2 separate regions of the Mus musculus genome follow, and region 2 is linked to region 1. The links are chromatin contacts, called in public HiChIP or PLAC-seq maps. All regions are on one chromosome and are shown on one strand. The core of a region is the stretch at or near the end of the contact, and the rest is flanking DNA. Distances in the headings are between cores, read along the strand shown.

The links. HiChIP or PLAC-seq counts read pairs in DNA pulled down with a chosen protein or histone mark.
Region 2: a contact with region 1 is called in an H3K27ac HiChIP or PLAC-seq map of microglia, with 6 times the contacts expected there. The contact joins two enhancer-like sites. A contact is called at or near these places in 2 of 484 Hi-C or Micro-C datasets (embryonic stem cells and nephron progenitors), 1 of 115 datasets of contacts at active chromatin or transcription factors (microglia) and 2 of 9 other capture datasets (adipose tissue and liver).

Annotation. Positions count from the first base shown.
Region 1 is chr2:120,427,236-120,434,117 of GRCm38.p6, reverse strand. It overlaps Ganc (glucosidase, alpha; neutral C), which reads right to left. Exons shown (of 24, transcript NM_172672.2): 7 at 6,322-6,388; 8 at 5,221-5,317; 9 at 3,383-3,563; 10 at 3,024-3,177; 11 at 261-496. Among named protein-coding and RNA genes, the nearest start is that of Tmem87a, 27 kb to the right of the region's middle. Within about 2 kb of position 2,402, at least 3 of the 459 cell types and tissues checked have an H3K27ac peak or open chromatin away from gene starts, as enhancers often do. A contact at or near this core is called in microglia, where this site is marked.
Region 2 is chr2:120,660,425-120,666,871 of GRCm38.p6, reverse strand. It overlaps Stard9 (START domain containing 9), which reads right to left. Exons shown (of 33, transcript NM_001370940.1): 4 at 1,876-1,992; 5 at 467-499; 6 at 317-378. Among named protein-coding and RNA genes, the nearest start is that of Stard9, 35 kb to the right of the region's middle. Within about 2 kb of position 4,926, at least 42 of the 459 cell types and tissues checked have an H3K27ac peak or open chromatin away from gene starts, as enhancers often do. A contact at or near this core is called in microglia, where this site is marked.

The DNA.
Region 1 (6,882 bases), core at 1,153-3,652:
TGCTTGCCTTTTCCCACCACTCAAAGACCTCTTCAACACTAGCACAGCATCTTGAACATGGAAAGGTCTCAGGAAATGGGGGATGGAGAACAGCTTTGCTGTTAAGATCACTGGCTGCTCTTAAAGAAACCTGGGTTCAATCCTTAGCACCCACAGGGCGGCTCATAACAATCTGTAGCTCCAGTCCCAAGGGATCAGATATCTTTTTCCCTTCTTTAAATTTTGGGATTAAAAAGCTCTAGACATCAGGGTGACGTCACCTTGCGTTTTTTGCTCCTGAGCAGCTCTTGCATCCTTTTGGGGTTTGCAAATCTCTTTTTGTCCCAGGTGAAGTACTTCTTGTCCTCCGTGTGCTCTATGTCCAGCCACATGACATCATATGGAATGTCATGCTCATCAAACCCTGCATCTACTGCCTTCACATCCTGTTCATCTTCATAGTTCCAGCGACACTGGTGGTACCCCAAGGAAAAAAGAGGGGGCATGGCTTGTGTGCCTAAAAGAGATGACAATGGAGACCACTAATGTTACTCAATCAGTGGCCACCTCCCCAATCTCTGCAGGCTATAGGCACTGAACTTGACACTACCATATAGAATATTAATAGAAGAATGTGGTAATTAGGGTGACAGGGCAGGTATATAAATAAATTCCGACCTGAGATATATATCTATATATCTATATCTATCTGTTATGATAAAGGTATCAGTCTAGTGCTTCCAGAGTAATGTTACATCTTTAGACATTTCCCAGGGCAGGTGAGAAGAGTAGAGACCTTGAATAATAAGTAGGAGGATGCCAGGCAGGGAAACAAGGTAAGATAGGCAAAGAAGTACATGTAGTCTTAGAGAAAATAAATAGTGTAGACATGACAGTGTGAGAGGCCAAGAGAAGCTGAAACTGGAATGGCTCAGTTTATAAAGAGCCCTATACGTCAAGCTCAGAATTCTTCCCATATTTTTTATGCAAGAAAACATCAAATACAGAAGATGTATTTTATTCAAGAAAACATCAAATGGCAGATCAGGCTGTGGATGCAGCTCAGGTGGTAGAGCACTTGCCTAGTATGCACAAAACTCTGGGTTCAAAATCCACAGCACCCTATAAAACTGGAAGTGAGGCATGCCTGTAATCCCAGCACTTGGGAGAGGTAGAGGTAGAGGAATCAGAAGTTCAAAGCCACCCTTGTCTACATGGAAAGTTCAAGACCAGCCTGAGATATACGAGAGCTTGTTTTTTAAAAAGATGAGACCAGTGAGATGGCTCAGTGGGTAAAGGCCTTTGCCACCAAGCCTGAGGACCTGAGTTCAGTTCCTGGGTCCCACCTGGTGGAAGGAGAGAACTATCGCATGAAAATTACTACATCGAAGCAGCTTCAAAACAAAAGAGCAAACCAAAGGGAAGCAGGTTCAACAAAGATCTAGAGGGCGAGACATAAGGGAGGGGTAGTGTCTGCTGACCCACAAAGAGTGCCAGAGGATGGTACACAGGAGAGGAGCATGTCACTGCTTTAGAAACCTCGAAGACAGGCACATGCTCTTCACCTGCTAGGATACCATTCTCATCCAGGAGCAAAGGGCTTCCATGAAAAGCCACACGTCGAGTGACTTATAACAACTTGTAACTCTAGCTTCAGGGACTCAGACACCTTCTTCTGGACCCTGCTGGCATCTCATTTATCTCATACATATATACATAATTTTAGAATAAAAATAAACATTATCATCAGTATCTCTAGAAGTACAAAAAGCTAAAAGAATCACACAGTAGAACAGGACAACATAAAACTAGACTAGGACTTCAAAGAACAAAGAGCACAGGGAAAGTCAGAGATAGGAACATTCGCAACATTAGCAACATGTCAATAATGGACGGCCTGGGAGATAAGAGGAAGAAAATTTCTCAGACACAAGTCAAAAAGAAAAAGGGAAGAAAAATAAAGATGGGAAATTACGGAAGTTACAGTAGAGACTGCCAGACTGACGGACACTCAGATTGAAAGTGTCGACCCTCAGGACAGGAATCCATCAAGTGAACTTGTTCTAAAATTTCAGAATATTAGTGATAAGGAGAATAGTTCACTGGGAAAAGAGAAATCGTGTGCAAAGGAACACAAGTGGTTCCTTGGTTTTAGAGCAAGAAGACAGAGGACAGCAGAGAAATGCCTTTGAATTCTGAGGAAATTTAGCTGACCCAATTACATTGGTGAAGCCTATGGGTGAAGGTAGGAGAAAGATGGCTTATCTCTACAAGGAGTAAAGCATATGCATTTGCATTTATTTAGCCTGTGCATGTGTGTATGTATGTGTGTGTGTACGTGTGTGTGTATGCATGTGTGTATGCGTGTGTATAGATGCACATATGGAAACAACTGGTAGGAGTTAGTTCTCTATTTCTACCATGTGGGTTCCTGTGATCAAACTCAGGACTTCAGGCTTGGTGGCAAGTGTCTTTACCCACTGAGCCATTTTACTGGCCTTTGGACTCTTAAAGAACAAGTATTTTATTGTTAGAGCCAGTAGTATATTTTAACAGAGAAGAACCATTCAAAAGTTCAGGACAGAATACTCCTTAGCTACAGGGAATTATTATCAGAGACTAAAGCTTCAAACAAGCATATGACAAGGCCTAGGGATTAGAGAAGGGACAGTCTAGTGCAGTAGTTCTCAACCATCCTCACGCTACGACACTTTAATAAGTTCTCATGATGTGGTGACTCTCAATCATAAAATTATTTTGTTGCTATCTCATAACTGTAATTTTGCTGCTGTTATAAATTTTAATGTAAATATTTGATATGCAGGATATCTGACATGTGACCTCCCTCCAAGGGGTTGAGACCCACAGGTTGAGAACTCCTCTAGAGCCCTATTTACCTTGTCTGGATGTAATGAGGATGGAAAAAAAATGGTTGCAACTTAAAATGCTTAGAGACATTGTTTATGATTTCTACATAATGTAAAACAGATATTAATTTCAGTGACGATACATAGGACAGCTAACAGAATGAAGACTGCTTGTACCTGTGATATATGAGTACTGTTTGAAGACGTCAGCAGGTGTAGGTCCTGTCAGCAGAAAAACGTCAATGATCCCACTCTCTGACATCCAGTGCACATCAGTTCGGCACCTGACCTTTTGTTTGGCAGCTGCTGGGCCCATCTGGGTCAGTGTGTACTGGAGAGAGTGTAATGAAAATCTGAGAAATATCACTGCAACCCATAGCACCCAGTTTTAAGTGATTCGGTCTACGTTTAGTAGCTCCTACTGACATTTGTTGCTTACATTGCAAAGCTCTTGGTACAGGAAAATGCTGCTGCAAAGGAAAGGGCTTAGACTACAGTGTGGAAAGTCCTGCATGCCGCCACATTCCGAAGCTCACCTCAACTGCTGGCTCTGTGTTGATCTCCACGAGTGTTTCTGAAGCATTCAGCCAGAAAATGCCTACAGTCCTGCCCTGTTTGTGGGCCAGGAGATAAGGCACTGAACCATATATGCCCATTTTGTCATGCACTTGGTATCCATAGACGTCCAGATTATAAAGACGGTATGCATCTCCATCTCTGAAACACAAAGGCTTAGCACCGTTAATGAATAATAGAACAGCTTCATCCTCTCTGTTTACAACCTTTTACCTCCTGCCATGCCTAAAGTCACATACTTACAATCCTCGAACTTGGAAGGTAGAGATAGGAGAACTGTGAGTTAGAGGCTAGCCTAGGCTACAGCAAGTTCTAGGCCAGCCTGGGCATGTAACACAATCCCACGTAAAACCACTCCCCTACAAAGATTCATCTCTTACCACTTGCCTGGAGGCTTCCTGGCTCAACCTGCTGCATGTGATCCTCCTCCTTTGTCTCTGCTGGTTTCCTGGATATCTTAGGCTTAGATCCTGGTCTACATTTTCTAAATGTTCACTGTGAATAGCAGACACACTAAGCCTCCTCCACTGATGCACTGTGTAAAGACTTCTCTGAAACTAAGGCAAAAGAAGTGCATCCTAACATGCCTCCAGAGAGCTGAGCTGGGAAAGATCTGGGACAGGACAGGCTGGGGCAGTGAGACGAGTCACTCTGCCTAACTATGAAATAAACAGTCTCCAAACCCGACAGCTTTATCAGTCTCTGCTTCTCTTTGGTTTTGGCTCCTCTTTGGTAGATGCCTCTGGGATCCATTTGTCAGTAGTGTCAGTCTCATATGTCTCTCCAAGGGAATCATAGGTAATTGAAGATGCCACATTCTCTGGCTCATTCTCCTCTTTAGAGTGAAAGTCTTTTTCTAGATCAATATATATATATGTGTGTGTGTGTGTGTGTGTGTGTGTGTGTGTGTATTGATTGAATAATACATATATAGTGTATATATATATATATACACTATATATAAGTATATATGTATATATATATATATAATTCTCCCAGGGTTCCCCTCCACTATTCTACATAGTAAAAGCAAACCTCCACTTTAATTCCAATTATCCCTTACTTTTATTCCTGTATTTTGGGGGTTTAATATTACAGCTTTTTAATTAATGTGAATATGTGTGCATGCCTGTGAAAGTCAGAGACAGCTCTGTGGAGCTGGTTCTTTCTTCCCACCTTTATGTCCTGTCCTAGTTTCATTTCCGTTGCTGTGACAGATACTCACAAAAGCAACCTAGGGGCAAGGACTGATTTGTCCTTACAGGGTACAGTCCACTATTGCAGACACTCAGTCAAGAGCAGAGACAGAATAAATCTACAGAACCTTGCTTGCTCTTACTAAGCTTTCGGTTCTTTTATACTGTTCAGGACTCAAGAATACTAGGAAGGTTTCTCAAACTCTGTAAGTAATATTAAGCCACAGACTAGTTAATAATTGTGGCGGCTTGAATATGCTTGGTCCATGGGAAGCAGCACTATTATGCGGTGTGGCCCTGTTGGAGGAAGTATGTCATTGTGTAGGTGGGCTTTGAGGGCTTCTAGTGCTCAAGCTCCGCCCAGTGTGGAAGGGGGTCTCCTCCTGGCTGCCTTCAGATCAAGATGTAGAAGTCTTAGCTTCTCCAGCACCAAATCTGCCTGTATGATGCCATGCTTCTCACCATGGTGATAATGGACTGAACCTCTAAAACTATAAGCCAGCTCCAATTAATTGTTGTCCTTTATAGGAATTACCTTGGTCATGGTGTCTCTTCACAGCAATAAAAACCAAACCATGACAAGAATTCTTACTGTCACTTACCTGGTATTTTTAAGTTGATGTGACTCTGCATGTTGAGGAATACCATAGAGATGTTCAAATCCATGAAGAGAGAAATCCAAACCAACAGAGGAAGGGCCTGCCAAGACCAGAACCATAGCTAAGTTTTGCTTCTAATAGATCAATCTAAAAGATTCAGTTCATTTAACTAACAAAACGACTAGCTGGGAATAGAGAGATCTGAACTTGCCTCAACCAAACAAAGCTATAACTGATTTTGATAGTAAGGCACTGTGATGTTTGGGGACTGGTGAACATACATGTATGTGTATGTAAAAGTACACCGTCACTTGTTATGCTGCCTGGGCTGTGTGCTGAAGCTCCCTTTGCCCTTGATACTGAGCACTTTTATCTTGGCTGAATGAGTTCATGTTTATCTTCTGCTTGGTAACTTTCCTTGCCTGTGGCTTTCTACAAGAGCCACCATGTTGAGAGCAGTGTGAAGGCCTTACAACCTTACATCCTTTTTGTATGACTTCCCATGGTTGTGATATGTAATGTGTAAGCCCTTCCCCTCACATACTGCTAAGCCTGTGAGAAACATCATAGGTGGGCATGCAGCGCTGGTGACAATGATAAGGAGACCTAAAAATGTTAGAGTGGATGAGCTGCATGACGTGGGTCTCATGAAAACAGAGTGTGAAATTATAGTTGTCTGATTGACTCAAAACACCAAGCAGTGTGCTGGCGCAAGTCCTGTCCTAAGTTCATAAGCTGCACATGGCCCATGTATCTCTTTCATTCCTCCATAAGGTATATATAATTACTTTTCTGTTATAGTGCATTACTGAAGTATAGGGAACCCAACTAGGAATTTCTGTTCACCTTATGAAAGTTACTTGTTTTAGGTGCCAAAGCTCAAGGAATCTATCTATCTATCTATCTATCTATCTATCTATCTATCTATCTATCTATCTATCTATCTATCTATGCTACTGGGGATTGAACTCAGGGTACCCCCACATTAGCCAAGCACTCCATTACAGATCTATATCCCTAGGCCTCAAATGATCCTTAGACATACATGTTTAGCTGTTTTGGAATGATCTATTTTAATATTATATCTTAATTTTGTCAATTTACCATTAGCTTTGACATCCACAAATTTTCCAAATTTTTCTTCCCACAGGCCCAGGTCCTCTTGATTTTCCTATCCATATAAAAAGGAGATAAAAATGAGTTTATAATTGGCAACAAATGTGGTTACCATAACAGAATATTTTATTTGGATTATTTTGAAGATTGAGGCACTGGCAAGATGGCCATGCAGGTAAAGGCCTTGCCTCCTAATAATGCAAGATTGACAACTCAGGTTTAATCCCCGGAACCCACATAAGAGTGGAAGGCAAGAAATAACCCTACAACATTGTCCCCTGGCCTCCACACGCACACTATGTCCTACATACATACATACATCATACACACTCATTCTATTAACAACTAACAAAAGAAATTTAAAAACTGAGAAAATGCAGGATGTGTTAGCACATGCCTTTATCTAGTACTTGTGAGGCAGAGGCAGGTAAAGCTCTATATATTAGAAGCTGGCCTAATCTATATAGTAAGTCAGTCTCAGTCTATATACTGAGACTCTGCCCCACCTCCAAAAAGTAAAAGAAATAAAAGTAAGAAATAAAAGACAGA
Region 2 (6,447 bases), core at 3,677-6,176, 230 kb before region 1:
TGACAAAACAAAACAAAACAAAACCTTGTACCTAGCACTAGTCTGGAAAGTCGGTCTGAAATCTCCAGAATGAGCCAACAAGGGTTAGGAGGGGAATCCCAAAAGCAAGAGTGAGACAACAGGAAGTGAGGGGAACAGAGGCACAGGAGGAACCTGATGGGCTAGTCCGGGGCAACCCAAAGGCTTAGTATGTGTCCCATTTCCTATACTGCATGATGTGTCCTCTGCGGATTTTCTCCACCCCTCTGCTGACCCTGACGTGAAAGGAGCTGGGGATGGAAATGGGACATCTGGGGTCTGGGGCTTGAGCTCTTACCTTACTTTTATGCTACGGGAACAAGGCTGAGAGGCACAGTCATCCTCCCTGATGAAGAGACCCTGCACAGACCAGAGCGTTAGGCTTTACTGAAGGAAGCTGACATAGGAAGCCCACGGGGGGAGGACGTGACCCAAAGAGAATCTATACCTCACATATCCTCGGAGTCAGCCCAACAGAGGCCTGGTGACAAGAAAAGGAAAGCATTACTGTTGACCCACACTGCCCACATGCCCTCATCTTACCACAAAGCACCTGGAGTCCCTGAGCACACAGGGTGGCTGTGTGTGCGAGCTAGCCTATACAGCAGTGTATAGAAGACTACTTGCTGGCACTTTCAGGAGAGACTAACAAAAGGGACGGACATACAGACGAGGGGCAGATTATCACCATAAGACAAATAAGAGAAGCAGGAAACCTAGGCATATGCTTTCCTGCAGTGAACTTCATCGTGCTTAGATGAGTTCACACTACTAATGTGGTCCCTTCTAGATCCCTACTGCTACCCCTAGACACTGGACACATGAACGAACACCCTCTGCAAAACTGTGCAGAAATTCAAAGAAGCTGCTATTTCCTCTACCTCATATCCAGAGGTTTAAAGTTTTATTCTCCTTGGTTCATTGGGCAATTTCTTCTTCTTCTTTTTTTTTTAAAGATTTATTTATTTATTTATTTATTATATGTAAGTTATTATATGTAAGTACACTGTAGCTGTCTTCAGACACTCCAGAAGAGGGAGTCAGATCTTGTTACGGATGGTTGTGAGCCACCATGTGGTTGCTGGGATTTGAACTTCCGACCTTTGGAAGAGCAGTCGGGTGCTCTTACCCACTGAGCCATCTCACCAGCCCCCAATTTCTTCTTTTAATTTCAAATATCTGAAACCACACTACTCATGGACAAAGGAAACAATGAGGAAACACTTCACAGAGAAGTGGCTATTTCAGACTGTCCCTATGCAAGGTTATCTGTCAACCACTGCCCAAGTCATCTCATTGGCATACTTCTAAATCTAAAACAAAGGATAGACTTGTTTGTTTGTTTGTTTGTTTGTTTTGCAAGGCAGGATTTCTCTGTATAACAGTTCTGGCTGTCCTGGATTTATTTTATAGTCCAAGCTGGTCTTGAACTCACAGAGATCCTCCTGCCTCTGCCAGGATTAAAGGTGTGCACTACCACACCTAACATCAGAAAAGGTATTATTAAGAATGCTATCCTTGGGCTAGAGAGATGGCTCAGTGGTTAAGAGCACTGACTGCTCTTCCAGAGATCCTGAGTTCAAGTCCCAGCAACCACATGGTGGCTCACAACCATCTGTAATGAAATCTGATGCCCTCTTCTGGTGTCTGAAAACAGCTACCGTGAGTGTAGTTGACATGGTGGCACATGCCTTTAATCCCAGCACTTGGGAGGCAGAGGCAGGCGAATTTCTGAGTTCGAGGCCAGCATGGTCTATAGAGTGAGTTCCAGGACAGCCAGGGCTACACAGAGAAACTCTGTCCGAAAAAACAAAAAAAAAAAAAAAAAAAAAAGTTCACTTCAGTGCCAATACTCACTGGAGTCCCCAGCATGGTATATGTCTTCCCAGAGCCTGTCTGCCCATAGGCAAAGAGACATATGTTGTAGCCTTTGGCTGCTCCAGACAGTACTTCAGTTCCCAAGTCCCGGAACACCTGTAACAACAAAAGCAGACAGCTTGTCATTGGCCCATTTTCCCAGAGCACATTTAGAAATATTTTTAATCTAAAAAATATAAGATATTGAATCTAAACTCAATCATTTCATAAGAATCAATTCAACTTCAGGAAAAAGATTGTAACGGAAAAAATTTTTAAAGGTGCATATTTTCTAGTACTTTCTAAAGATTTATTTTTAATTATTTCTGTATATATGCATGTAGAGTATTACACACAATCCCATAGGATTGAAGTTACAGACAGTTGTGAGCTATCTGAGTACTAGGAACTGAACTGGGTCCTCTGAAAGACCAGTGAGTATTCTTAAGGGACTGAGCTGTATCTCAGCCCTGGTGTTCCTTAGTCTAACAAAAAGAATCTAAGGCAGGACAAAGATAAAAAAGCAAAACTATACATTTCCTCCTCATAGGGAAATGCTTACTTGGCTAAGGGTATGGTGATAGTGAAACTCAACCCAGAAAGATAAACTCAAGGCCTGAAGACCCCACAGGACCAGTTTAGCTCAAAAGTTAGGGAAAGTTGTCCCTGAGGGTCCGTCTTCTGACTGCCCCTGAGAGCTGGCAGGTTCTGCTAGACAGTCACTTCAGCTGAGATCAGGTTCTGTGACAAATTCAGAAGCCTCCAGAAGTCCTCCTGTGGAAACTGGGCTTTAAGTTCCTAGGTTTCCCGAAACCTCAACCGAACTCTGCTAGGCAGCACTGAGCACTTGTGGCCACGGATGCTGGTCTTGGTGGAAAGCAGAACCCAGTTCTCCACCTCAGCGCCCTCTTCACTTACTGACTGCTGGAACAGTGACATCTGAGAGGAGGCTACCAACCAGGGAGACTTTCCAAAGAGGGACAAAAGCAGACAGCAGTTGACAAACTCTCCCAGAGGAGCAATCACAGAGGCAGAAGTGTGGTAGATGGCGCTCTGCTGCCTGTTCTGTGCTGTGATTGGATCCCTGATGCCTAGGGGGTACCACTGTGTTCCTGATCTTTATTTTTTTTTCAACTTCCCTTTGAATTCTGACTCATCTGCTATGGTACCAAATTGTAGTGTGGGTCATATACTTCAAAGCAGGGTGATCCTGGGCAAGTTTTGTAAGCTTCAGTTTCTCTAGCTGTAAGATAGATCAGTATCACACAGACTGATGTCACACATAAAACCAGGGGCAACCAGAAATAGACAGCAGCTAAATCAGGACTGCACAGCTCTGTATTTTAGCAGCTGCAGCTATGCTTCTTGGCAGAGAACTATTTGTTTTTGTTTGCTTTTTAATGCTTCCATTATCTGGGCAAAAGGCCATAGGAAGCCAGCATGCAGTAAAAGACTGAAGCTCCCATGATCTCTCTTGCAGATCTCTCTAGTCACACTAACTCCATGTTAGCAAAGTTAAAGATCAGGTGAGGTCTTGTTTGCCTCCTAAAGCCAGAGAAGGTGAAATTCTTGAGTGTGAAGAAGTATTAGTATTTGCTGCATTAGATTAAATGAGTTAATTACCATCCACTAATTATTTGGAAAATCTTCCACAGAACAACTTCCTAGGACAAGAGCTGGGAAGGGAGGTGGAGACAGCAAAGAACCGTATCTAAATATAAACGGGTTTTTTTTTCTGCCCACAGTTTATGATCAGCTGAGCAGAGAAAAGAGAGAGTGAAAAACAAACAAAAAATTTTGTCCATATTTTTCCCATAATTAATTTATTTGTTTTATATCCCAATCAAAGCCCCCACTCACCTCCTGGTCCCCACTTCACCCAGCCCCTACCTACCCCCACCCCACCCCCTTCTCCTCTTGGGTATCACCCTACCCTGGCACACCAAGTCAATACAGGACTAAGTGCATCATCTTCTACTGAAGCCAGACAAGGTGGCCCAGTTGAGGAATTGGTCTACAGGCAGCCAACAGAGGCTGGGACAGCTCCTGCTCCAGCTGTGGAGGGACCCACATGAAGACCAGGTGCACATCTGCTACATATGTGTGGTGGGCCTATGTCCTCTTTGTCTATATTTTTATCCAAATGCAAATAACTGCCTATATGTTTTCTAAAAGCATCTTTGAAGAAAGCACTTTGCCTAATGATAAAAGATGTCAACAAGCATCTGAGCTTTATCCAAAAATGACAGAGCCTGTTAAGATACAGCTGTTAGACTTAGCACATCCAATCCCGGAAAACCTACCACCTTAGAAAGAGGAAAATGGGCAAAGAACCTGTGTCCCACTCTACCCAGGTTAACACAACGAAGCAGATGTAAGCAGCTCACTATGACAACCTAAAAGTTAAAGTAAGACAGTGAACTGCTGTGTGCTGCAGGCTCCCATTCAGGAGAGATAGGCAACTTCATCTATCTATCTATCTATCTATCTATCTATCTATCTATCTATCTATCTATCTATCTATCTATCTACCTTTAACAGTTCAAGTAGTAGAAAGTATATAATACAGACTAACCACAACCTTTTGTTTTCTTTGTTTGTTTGTTTGGTTTGGTTTTTTGAGACAAGGTTTCTCTGTGCAACTCTGGCTGTCCTAGAACTAGTTTTGTAGACCAGGCTGGCCTCAAACTCAGAGAGATCCATGGGCCTCTTGCCTCCTGACTGTCGAGATTAAATGGGTACACCACCAGACTTGGCTGAGACATGCCTATATGCCTTTCTCAAACCCAACTAGAATCACCAACACTGTTAACAATTCCATGACAATCGCTTAAGATCCAAACATAGGGATGACCTATATATTACTAAAGGAACTTGCCACTGGTAAGTTTCTTTGGTCTGGATAGATTTTTGTTCTGTTAGAATTATGTTCTCTATCTCAAGTAGGACTCATACCAAAATTAACTTTAAAAAACACACATGGTTCCTGACTGGCTAGTTTTATATCATGTTAACACAAGCTGGAGTCATTTGGAAAGAGGAACTCTTAACTGAAAACAATGTCTCCATCAGAATCGCCTGTAGGCTACCTTCAATCCACTGTGTGCCTCTGAGAGGCAGAGGCCTGCAGATCTCTGTGAGCTGAGGCTAGCCTGGTCCACAAAGTGAGTTCCAGGACAGCCAGGGCTGTTATACAGAAAACTATATCTTGAAAAAAGAAAAAAAAAAAACCAAACAAACAACTTGCCTGTAGGCAAGTCTATAGAGCATTTCCCCAATTACTGATTGATATGAGAGGGTTCAGCCCACGGTGGGTGGTGCCATACTGAGCTGGTGGTCCTGGGTGCTGTAAGAAAGCAGACTGGGTAAGCCATGAGGAGCAAGTCAATACCAAGACTTCTGCCTCCAGGTTCCTGCCCTGCCTGACTTGCCTCAGAGATGAACTATTACCTGGAAGTATAAGATGAAATCAATCCTTTCTTCCTCCGGTTGACTTCTGTCAATAGTGTTTATCAAAGCAATAGAAACTCGGAGACAATTCCAATATAGAATGAGAAAGTATTAAAACTAAGTATCAAATACTAACTTCAACTTCAAATGTTGCTACCAGAAACTTTCTAGTGAAGAACTAAGTGGGACGTTTTAAGTCTGAAAAGACTTGGGTTTTGATGGGAATCTTTTTATTTAAAACTTAACTCTATTTGGTACCAAGAACCTTTAATTCAGAACGTGATCTAAACAACCGCTGTCACTTACTCAATCATATGACTTCAATTACACCATTAATCACGTAGAGAGACCTTAAGGGTCCCAGAACTGTACCCTGCCCATCACAGAGATAGTGAGGTGAGGATGACTGGACATATGTATACACTGACCCACCATGAAACTTCATTGTGCAATAAAAAGCAGAGTTCGGAGTTCCTTATTTGTAGAAAGAATATTCATGTAGGATCTATAACTCAGTGCGGCTTCAGTTGGCAAAAGAACAACCTAACTATTCCTCTAAAGAGATGCACTGAAAGTTTAATAGGCAAAACAAAAACACAGACTTTGAGATTTCTGTGGTAAAAAAATGGATCTCTGGCCAAATAACTTGAACTCAGTTTCCTTATCTGTGAAATGAAGATAATGGTTCCAGCTCAGTGTTAGAATGCCTTGCCTATCAAACTCCAAAACCACAAAAAATTATAATCACGCCTAACACAGGGTTAACAGACATTATTTCAGCCTGGGCCAAGTACAGATCAAACATTATCTCTGTTCCTCTAGAGCAGATCCTCCCTGAAAGAAGCATCAGCCTCTATCTGACTTTGGCAGATGAATAAAGATTTCCTGTTTGTCTGGTGTTGAGATCATGCGACGCCCTATGCTAAGTCACTCCACACAACAGTGGATTTTCACCGCCCTAGGAGACTCTACAAGTAGTGTTTTACTCTGTTTTGAATATGAGGGATAACAGCCATTGATACCACTGTCACCACCACTACTCCAACATGCACTGATGAATGGTATCCCTAGGAATACATGGGGAGCCATTCAGTACATTTACTGGGGAAACTGAAACTGTGA